Regions from separate parts of the Callithrix jacchus genome. Here region 2 is linked to region 1. Evidence: chromatin contacts called from public Hi-C data. All regions are on one chromosome and are shown on one strand. Each heading gives the region's core, a stretch centred on a gene start, on an enhancer-like site or on the middle of the called end of the contact. The rest is flanking DNA. Distances are from core to core; before and after follow the strand shown.

The links. Hi-C and Micro-C count contacts between places; a contact is called where the count stands out from the background.
Region 2: a contact with region 1 is called in a Hi-C map of skeletal muscle, with 4 times the contacts expected there. The contact joins the enhancer-like site here to the promoter of STX6 in region 1. A contact is called at or near these places in 3 of 3 Hi-C or Micro-C datasets (induced pluripotent stem cells and skeletal muscle).

The regions. Positions count from the first base shown.
Region 1 is chr18:39,310,245-39,314,504 of calJac240_pri, forward strand. It overlaps STX6 (syntaxin 6), which reads right to left and starts at 1,897. Exons shown (of 8, transcript XM_002760299.7): 1 at 1,611-1,897. The coding sequence starts at 1,645.
Region 2 is chr18:39,417,503-39,421,762 of calJac240_pri, forward strand. The region is part of intron 3 of LOC118149156 (a long non-coding RNA gene); the gene reads left to right. Among named protein-coding and RNA genes, the nearest start is that of IER5, 55 kb to the left of the region's middle. Within about 2 kb of position 2,164, at least 4 of the 16 cell types and tissues checked have an H3K27ac peak or open chromatin away from gene starts, as enhancers often do. A contact at or near this core is called in skeletal muscle, where this site is marked.

The sequences.
Region 1 (4,260 bases), core at 647-3,146:
AGTCTCTACTAAAAATACAAAATTAGCCGGGCATGGTGGTGCATGCCTACTACTGGGGCTGGAGGGGGGCGGTGAGGGAGGCTGAGGCAGGAGAATCACTTGAACTCGGGAGGCGGAGGTTGTAGTGAGCCGAGATCGCGCCATTGCACTCCAGCCTGAGCAAAACTCCATCTCAAAACAGCAACAACTTTCATTCAAAGGAAAAACACACATCTATTTTAAAAATTAACCCCTAACTCAATCCTTCTAATAAATACCACATTTTCCAGGTAGGGAGCCACGTATTACCAGTAAATCTACAACTCAGCATTTTCCCATCTAAATTAGGTGAAGGAAAATCTTTTCAGGGAAATGTAGTATAAGTGGAAAAAAATATGTACATATATATACACACACACACACACTCTTCAAGAATGTCACCAAAAAAAAAAAAAGTAGTATAAGTGTATTTTACTGCATCAATAAAGTATTTCACCTAAAGTACCATTTAAATTTTCTAGAACACTCGAATGTAACAATAGCCAGCTTGTACTACTGCAGAAACAGGAAGACAGCAGCAACTAGTTGGAAGCAAGGAACATTCTATGGTGCTCAGTACTGATCTGGGAACTTTGCAGTTTTCAGATTTTTCACGTTTGACATTTAAAACAGAAAATTGACACGTTTCTAATAAGAAACAAAGTCACATCAGAATTGATCTTCTCGCATTTGTTTAATGGCTCCAAAGTGCAATTGAAGTTTCTATCTCCAAAGAAACAATCGAGCAATCAAAGACGGAGTTAGGGCAGCTTACAAGGGAACAGAAGGCAGTTCTATTCTAAAAGGCAGAAGAAATGAGAGAAACCTGTCAAACAGCCTGGATGAAATCAAGGAGTTAACAAGCAACACTCATTTCCTTTAGCACTGTGAGAAAATTCCGGTTGCTAATAGAAAGTTGAGGAAAGTTTGGTTTGGCTCGTTTCATTTTGTTTTCCTTCCAAATCATCACTGAGTATGAACGACTGCTTTCCTCTCCTCACTTTACTCAGTAAAAACTCCCCCATTGAATTGTCTTCCGGTGCCCTGCTCCCCCGCCTCCCTCCCTGCAAACGTGCTCAGACGCCTCTGGGCTTGTTGTGGTTTAGCCAGTCTGCGGGCCAGCGCTCCAAACTCAATGGACAATGGAGCTCACTCCCGTCAAGGCGAACTACAAAGCTCAGGAGGGCCATTTCCCTTTTCCTGCCCAGATGCTGTTTTCGCTCCTTCCAAGCAAGGTCTCATGCTCGACTGGAGAGCCACTGTGAGCCAGGACCCTCCGGTCTCTCTCACCACCTGCAGAGCTGCTGAGCCCCTGCACCCCCCTCCCCAAATAAGTTGAACCCCAGCGCACAGGCCAAAAAGGCCCCACCACCACCAGGAGCTTGGCTGGGGACAGCGGCTTCACGGTCCAGGTAGGGATGGAGGGGACGTCTCTGGACTCTTTGGTCACGGCCCTCGAGGCTAAGCCGTCTCCACTGTCCCCTCCCCAGCTTCAACTTGTCTCCCCTCCCCCTATTGCAAGAAGACCGGGGAGGTGCGGGCAGGCAGCACCGCCACCTTTTTCTCCGGTGGAACCCTCGGCCGACACTCACCCTTTCACCACAAAGAAGGGGTCCTCCATGGACATGGCGTCCCGGCCCCGGCCGCCTCCACCTCCTCGGCGCACAGTGCACCCGTGCCTCCCGGCCTCCTTCCGCCCACCGCGCCTGTTCCCGCAGCTGCCCGCGTCTTAGCCTGGAGAACGCCGAGCCGCGGGCAGTCGCGCAGGCCAGGTGCACGGGACCGCCGCGGGTCCAGCACTCGCTCACCACCACCGGCCGAATACAGGACTCTAGAGCCGGCCCCAGCGGCAGCCTCGCGTCCCGGCTCCTCCCGGCGCGTCGGAGGGCCTGACCCAACCCCCGGGAACCTCGGCCGCAGCCAATCACGAACATCGCCTGAAGCACGACTTCCGCACCCAGTCACGTGACGAGGGCCTGCTCCGCCCCCCTCGTGGGCGGGGCCTGGGCATGCGTCACACGGCCCTGGAGGCGGAGCCCTGAGGCCGTGGAGGTGGGAGGCCTTCTACCGCCCTCCCCTCACACTTGAGGGTGAGGAGCGGCTTCTTCCCTCAGAGGCAGGCAGTCGGCTTTTCAGGATAAGCTGCAGTTGCACCTGATTTGCAAAATCCTCTTACCTTTCCTCTACTTTTAATACCTGATTTTGACAGTATGCAATTTATATCTCTATCTGGCCCTAGACTTACAGTGAAGCATGGTATCTAATTATGATGTTACACAGATCCTTTAAGTCTTAACTTTGTGTTGGACAGTGTGCTAAAGGTTGTATATGCATCATTTCAGTATCCTTTGGGGGGCAGGCTCTCTTTCTATCACCCAGGCTGGATTGCAGTGGCACAATCACAGCTCACTGCAGCCTCGACCTCCTGAGCTAAAGTGATCCTCTAACCTCAGCCTCCTGAGTAGCTGGGACTACAAGTGAGCACCACCACACCTGGCCAATTTTTAAATTTTTTGTAGAGATGTGGCCCTAAGTATATTGCCTGGGCTGGCCTCAAACTCCCAAACTCACATGATCCTCCTGACTCTGCTTCCCAAAGTGGTGGGATTACCACACCCATCCATTTTCCCCATTTTGTAGATGAGAAAATAAGTTCAGAGAGGCTTCAAGACTTCCTGTAGTCACACAGCTTGGACAGGGCAGAACTGCAGATTCTTTGCACTTTCCACCAGATGGGGTGTACCTTCTGTTGCTGTATATTCTGCAAATAACCATGTAAAGTAATTTTTCATACAGCATATGGCGTTTCCCAGGAGAGAGCACCTTCAAGGAATAAAGAAGGGGCCAGGTATGACAACTTCATCTCACTGTGGTTCAAGAACAATTCCAGAAAACATTTTGGCCAGAACAATTAACCAACTCAGGCTAGATATGCTGTGGAGTTTGTGGATGGGGATGTGGACTTTGACTGCTGAAAATCATTGGGCATTTACTGTGTGTGTGTCAGGCAGGGTGTTAAATGTTATCTCAGTTGCTCTTACAATGCTATAACTACTGCTATCATCCTCATTTTATGAATGAGAAATCTGAGACCCTGGGAGGTTAGGTGACTTGCCCAAAGTCACCAGTCTCTGGAGATGGCACAGTCCTTGGAGAAACACAAACCTTGGCTCTATCATGCAGTTCCTCAGCTACAAAACATAAATAATAATAGCTAGTTCATGGATTGTTATGATAGTTAAATAAAAATGCATGTAGCTGGGTGCAATGGCCCACGCCTGTAATCCCAGCACTTTGAGAGGCCAAGGCGGGAGGATCGTGAGGTTAGGAGATTGAGACCATCCTGGCTAACACAGTGAAACCCATCTCTACCAAAAATACAAAAAATTAGCTGGGCATGGTGGCACATGCCTATAATCCCAGCTACTTGGGAGGCTGAGGCAGGATAATTGTTGGAACCTGGGAGGCAGAGGTTGCAGTGAGTCGAGATCATGCCACTGCACTCCAACCTGGGCAACAGAGTGAGACTCCTTCTCAAAAAAAAAAAAAAAAAATGCGTGTAAACCATAAGATCCCAAAGGACTGAACTGCTGAAGTTAGGAAAACCAGTAGGACGCTGCTAAGGTCATCTGGCCTGAAGGGATGAGGGCCAGACCAGGATGACAGCAATTGAGAACAGAGAGGAAGGAGTGAATCTGACAGAAGTTTCAAAAGGAAAATAAAATTAAACACCTAGACATGACGGGGGGCTGAATGGGTTTCGGTAGGGGAGAGAAGAGAGAGGTAAAAACCAAAATTCCTGAAAGAGCGAATGGTGGAAGGCAGATGCAGGGAAAGGAAGCTATTGGGAGGGAACTGATTAATTTACTTAGGAAGGTGAAAACAGGTCATCGTTCATTCATTCAACAAACACATGTAAATTGAAGGGCAGGTGAGCAGGTGCTGAAGAGCCATACTTGGACCCCAATTGCTTGAGTTTAAATCTCAGTTCTGCTACTTCCTGACAGCTGCATCTCAGGCAAGCTGCTTAATCTCTCACTATCCTCAACTGTGAAATAGACACTGTAATAACAGCTTCCTCATAGAGTGCCATGAGGTGATGTGTGAAAAACGGTGCCTGACACATGTTGTGCTCCTACTGTGTGCTAAGCACTGAAGACACAGGCATGAACAAGGCTTGGTTCTTGCCTTCAAGGAACTGTCAGACTGGTGGGAGAGTTAGGCTGGTAGGAGAGATGCACG
Region 2 (4,260 bases), core at 914-3,413, 110 kb after region 1:
ACCAGTCCCCCATAGAGAGGAGAGTCGGGAGAAACCTCCACCTAAGAGCAGCTTGCAAGGACTCGAGAACTCGCAGTCTGGAGAAAGAGAATTCGGGGTGACACCGCTTAGGTTCTGTATGTTCCCAAGAGCAGACCCAATGCATGGATGTTATAGGGGAGGAGTTCAGCTCCAAAACCACCAGAACGATCTGATAATTCTAAACTGGCAATGGGGTGAACGAACCAGGACACCTCCTGGATTTGGAGCCTCCAAGCAGAGGCAGATGTCTGCCGCGTCACGGACCTGGACGACCTTCAACACTTCTTCCAACCTTAAGATTTTGTGAATCGCTGAATGAAATTCTAATTTTAAAGTTTCTGACTCAGAGGCAGAGGAGGCTCCTATTTTGAGTCAGATACCCGAATGGAAAGATCACAGCTCCTTGGAGACAGACAGACCTGGCTTCTGAGACTGGTTCTGTCACTCACTAGTCGTAGCCCTGGAGAACTTCCCTTTCTGAATTGCAATATTCTCATCTGAAAGATGGAGATATTTACCTGGCAGGGTGTTGTTGGCATTAAGTGAATCAATGTAATAAACATGGCTGATCGTGTGCATGCACGTGTGTGTGCATGTGTGTGCGCACGCGTGTGTGCACACATGTGTGCGTGTGTGTGTGTGTGTGTGTGTGTGTGTGTTAGCAGGGGTAGGGAGAGTATAGAATTTTGCTGTGCTAGAAAATTATATTACTGCCCACTGGTTAATTTTCTTCTTCCTAAGACCAGCTTACAGAGCAAGGGAACATTGCATTTAATGGAAAGATGAAACAGAGGCTGATGTGGTGTGGACAGATACTGGTTTGAATCCTCTTAGCAGAGAAGGGAAAGTTCTGATGTGGGGAAGAGTGCAGAGGCGCCTATGACTATGCTGGGGGAAGAGGCAGGAGGAAGTCACCCCCCCAGGGCCACAGGTGGACACTCTCTGGCCCTGTACCTGGGCTCTGGCCACAGGATGTGTTGAGCTGTGTGGTGCTGTCTTTGGGAAAGGAATGGGCTGGACGGACCTGCCTCCCCCCGTGACTGTCTGCAGGTGACACCAGATCTGCAATGGCCTTCAGCTGTGAAGTGGGCATAGGTTTTCTTTTAGCTCTCCTCACCTCGGCTTTCTGCACTTGTTCCTGCCAGCCCCCACTCCCTCCTACTTCATCCCTAATTCCTCCACCACATTTTTTCCCTAGAAGCTCATAGGGACGCAAGGAGGTAAGAAGGACCGGCAAAGCTACAAGCCTGACAACTCCCAGGGAAGCTTGCATTTCAACTCTCAGCCACTGCCATTCTCCACTGGGGGGCTCTCCCCTACGGTGTGAGTGCATGGGTGGGCGTGGGTGCAGCCGGCACCACACCGATGTCTGTCTTTGCAAAGTTGACCTACCCTGGGTCAGGTCTTGGCCGCCTTGAGTTCTGGCAGAGGGTGGTGAAAAACAGAGCTCAAAGCTCTGCCAGAGCATCCCCCTCCCCGCTGGCCTTGGGCTAGGAGGAAGTGAGTGGGTCCTGCCTTGGGGCCTCCACCTCCGCGATCTGGAGGGCTGAGGCTGACTCAGTGATTCCTGGAAGGTGGTGATGTCACGGTGACAGTGGTTTCCCTCCCCAGCCTAAGTCAATGGGAGAGTGGGTGATGAGTATCTCTCATTGACACAGAGGCCTAAAGCTCTCAGGAGTGACCAATTCCACTGGCTTGTCCAGGCCACTTAACGCCACATTCATTGATAGCTCCCTTCCTCGAATTCCTACAGCTCTGATCATCTGTCCCTTGATGATCCCATATTCTGGACTTCCAGGACAGTCTTGATTGATCTTAAACATTCTGCCCCTTTGTTATTCCATGTCAACAAATTCGCAAATCATAGAAAATCATCCCAGGCCCGCCTGCTCATCCTGGGGCTTTGGGGACATGGAGCCACCAAGCTTTCTCAGAAACAGCATGATCATGAGTGCCCTGCATCCCAGCTTCACATCTGCATGTCTTTTCAACAATATTAATAGCTTCTTTAGAATCAGCATCTGTGTCTGTTTCTTTTGTCTTCTCCAGGACTCCCCGAAGGGGCTGAGGGTGTGGGAAAATCTAAAAATGCTTATGGGGAGGGGGAAGTTAAGCTCCCCCTCTTGTCCTTGTCAAGGGCTCTCTCCCACTACTTCACTGGAGGTGAAGGACGCATTTGCAACCTGCCTCCTGAGTCCAGTAAGGAGCTGTCTTTTGCTTCTCCTACCGATGGTGATGAAAAGGTCACCTAGTCCTGGTGTGGGTTTGGGAAAAAACCCTGCCTGCTGGACTCGCGCGGCTCGGGGTTGCTTTCGGATAGCCACTCCCTGCTCCCTTGTTTACCAAGGACCTGACTCCCTGACGTACTGCGTCAGACCCGCATGGAGTAAAATGGATCCTTTGTCAGCTGGAGTCTGAATTCAAACGCCTCTTCTGCGGCCCTTCTCAGACCGACCCCAGCGTTTTACAGGGTAGCCTTGGCGTTGCCTTACACTGCCCGATGCTGCCCCCTGCAGGCGGCTTGCAGACACAGCCCGCTCCGCTGGGTGTGGAGGCTCAGCCCATGCCACCCAAATGGTGGCTTTTCATCACCTAGAGTTGTCAGAGCAGCTAATAGCGCATGAACGGGAAGAAAATTAGGCTTCTCTAAGTGAATTGGGTGTTGAAAGACACTGAGATAAATGGTGGAGGCGGTGAGAATGACTGATGGAGTTTCAAGTGTGAAGTAAGAAGTTGGGGAGGTGGGGGTGGGAGAAGAAGGAATCGGTGTTTACAATGACCATGTGATTTAAATCTGGGCTCACAAGCGCTTCAGGGGCAAATGGTCTGAACTCCTGTTTAATGGATGGTGAACTCAAGTCTTAGAGAGAAGTTAAATAACTGCCCAAGATTATACAGCAATACATGGTGGAACCAGGACTTGAACTTGGTGACCCCAGACCTCTGTGACATCTGCTGTCCTGCCACCCCTCCATAAGAGATCATTATCCTGCCTGGAGGAAGCTCCCTTTGTCTATGGGATGAACTGGGTTCTTCGGAATGAAGGGGAAACTTCAACAGGGAATTCTCTTCGCTAAGACAGTTTGTAGCTATAGCCTCTGTGATATGATTTGCGGGGTGCTGGGCAGATCTCCCTGCCTGAAAACATCTTCTCAACTTTCTCATCACATTGCCTGGAATTTCACTATAAGGGAGCCCTTCCTGTAATTAAGATTGTGGAGTACTAAGTGGTACTCCTGTTAAATGAAAATGCAATTTCTTCGGGGCGAGTGGGGGAGAGGATGGGAGAGTCACACGTTAAACCTTTAAATCTTAATTTGACCTCAGTGGAGACTCGCTGGCCAGGTTGCTTCATCCCTGTGATAGAGAATGAAGGGTGTTGGGAAATTGGAGGACAGGGGATGTGTCAAAACTTAATTTTGTTACTTAATGTCTCAGAGACTCCTCAAACTGTACCAAACAAAATCCTTCACCTTCTCTCCCATGCTCTCCATTCTTGGACATTAAACAGGCTCATAAATCCCTGCGTTGTCCGTCTCTCCTCTGTCTGATGCTCACTGGGTCCTCCCCTACCTGCCTCTGAAGTGGCGCCTGGAATTTTGCCGTGCACCCTCACTCTCTGGTGTGCCCAGGCCCTCATGAGTGTGTTCCTGGCCCTGGGACTTAACCCTTTAATCGAACCTCAGTGCGGTAGCAAATGAGAGCTTTCAAAAACATAATTGGAGGGTGCTGCATTTCCTCCTAAAATCTTCCTCAGTGTCTTAAAGAAAAGTGCCAGCTCCTCAGTATTTTATACTTAGCGGCATTCTCCCATCCTTCTCTCTCGCCTCTCCTCTGGACCTCCCATCCTCCTCTCTCGCCTCTCCTCTGGACCTCCCATCCTCCTCTCTCACCTCTCCTCTGTACCTCCCATCCTCCTCTCTCGCCTCTCCTCTGTACCTCCCATCCTTCTCTCTCACCTCTCCTCTGGACCTCCCATCCTCCTCTCTCGCCTCTCCTCTGTACCTCCCATCCTCCTCTCTTGCCTCTCCTCTGTACCTCCCATCCTCCTCTCCTGCCTCTCCTCTGTACCTCCCATCCTGCTCTCTCACCTCTCCTCTGTACCTCCCATCCTCCTCTCCTGCCTCTCCTCTGGACCTCCCATCCTCCTCTCCTGCCTCTCCTCTGTACCTCCCATCCTCCTCTCCTGCCTCTCCTCTGTACCACCCATCCTTCTCTCTCGCCTCTCCTCTGTACCGC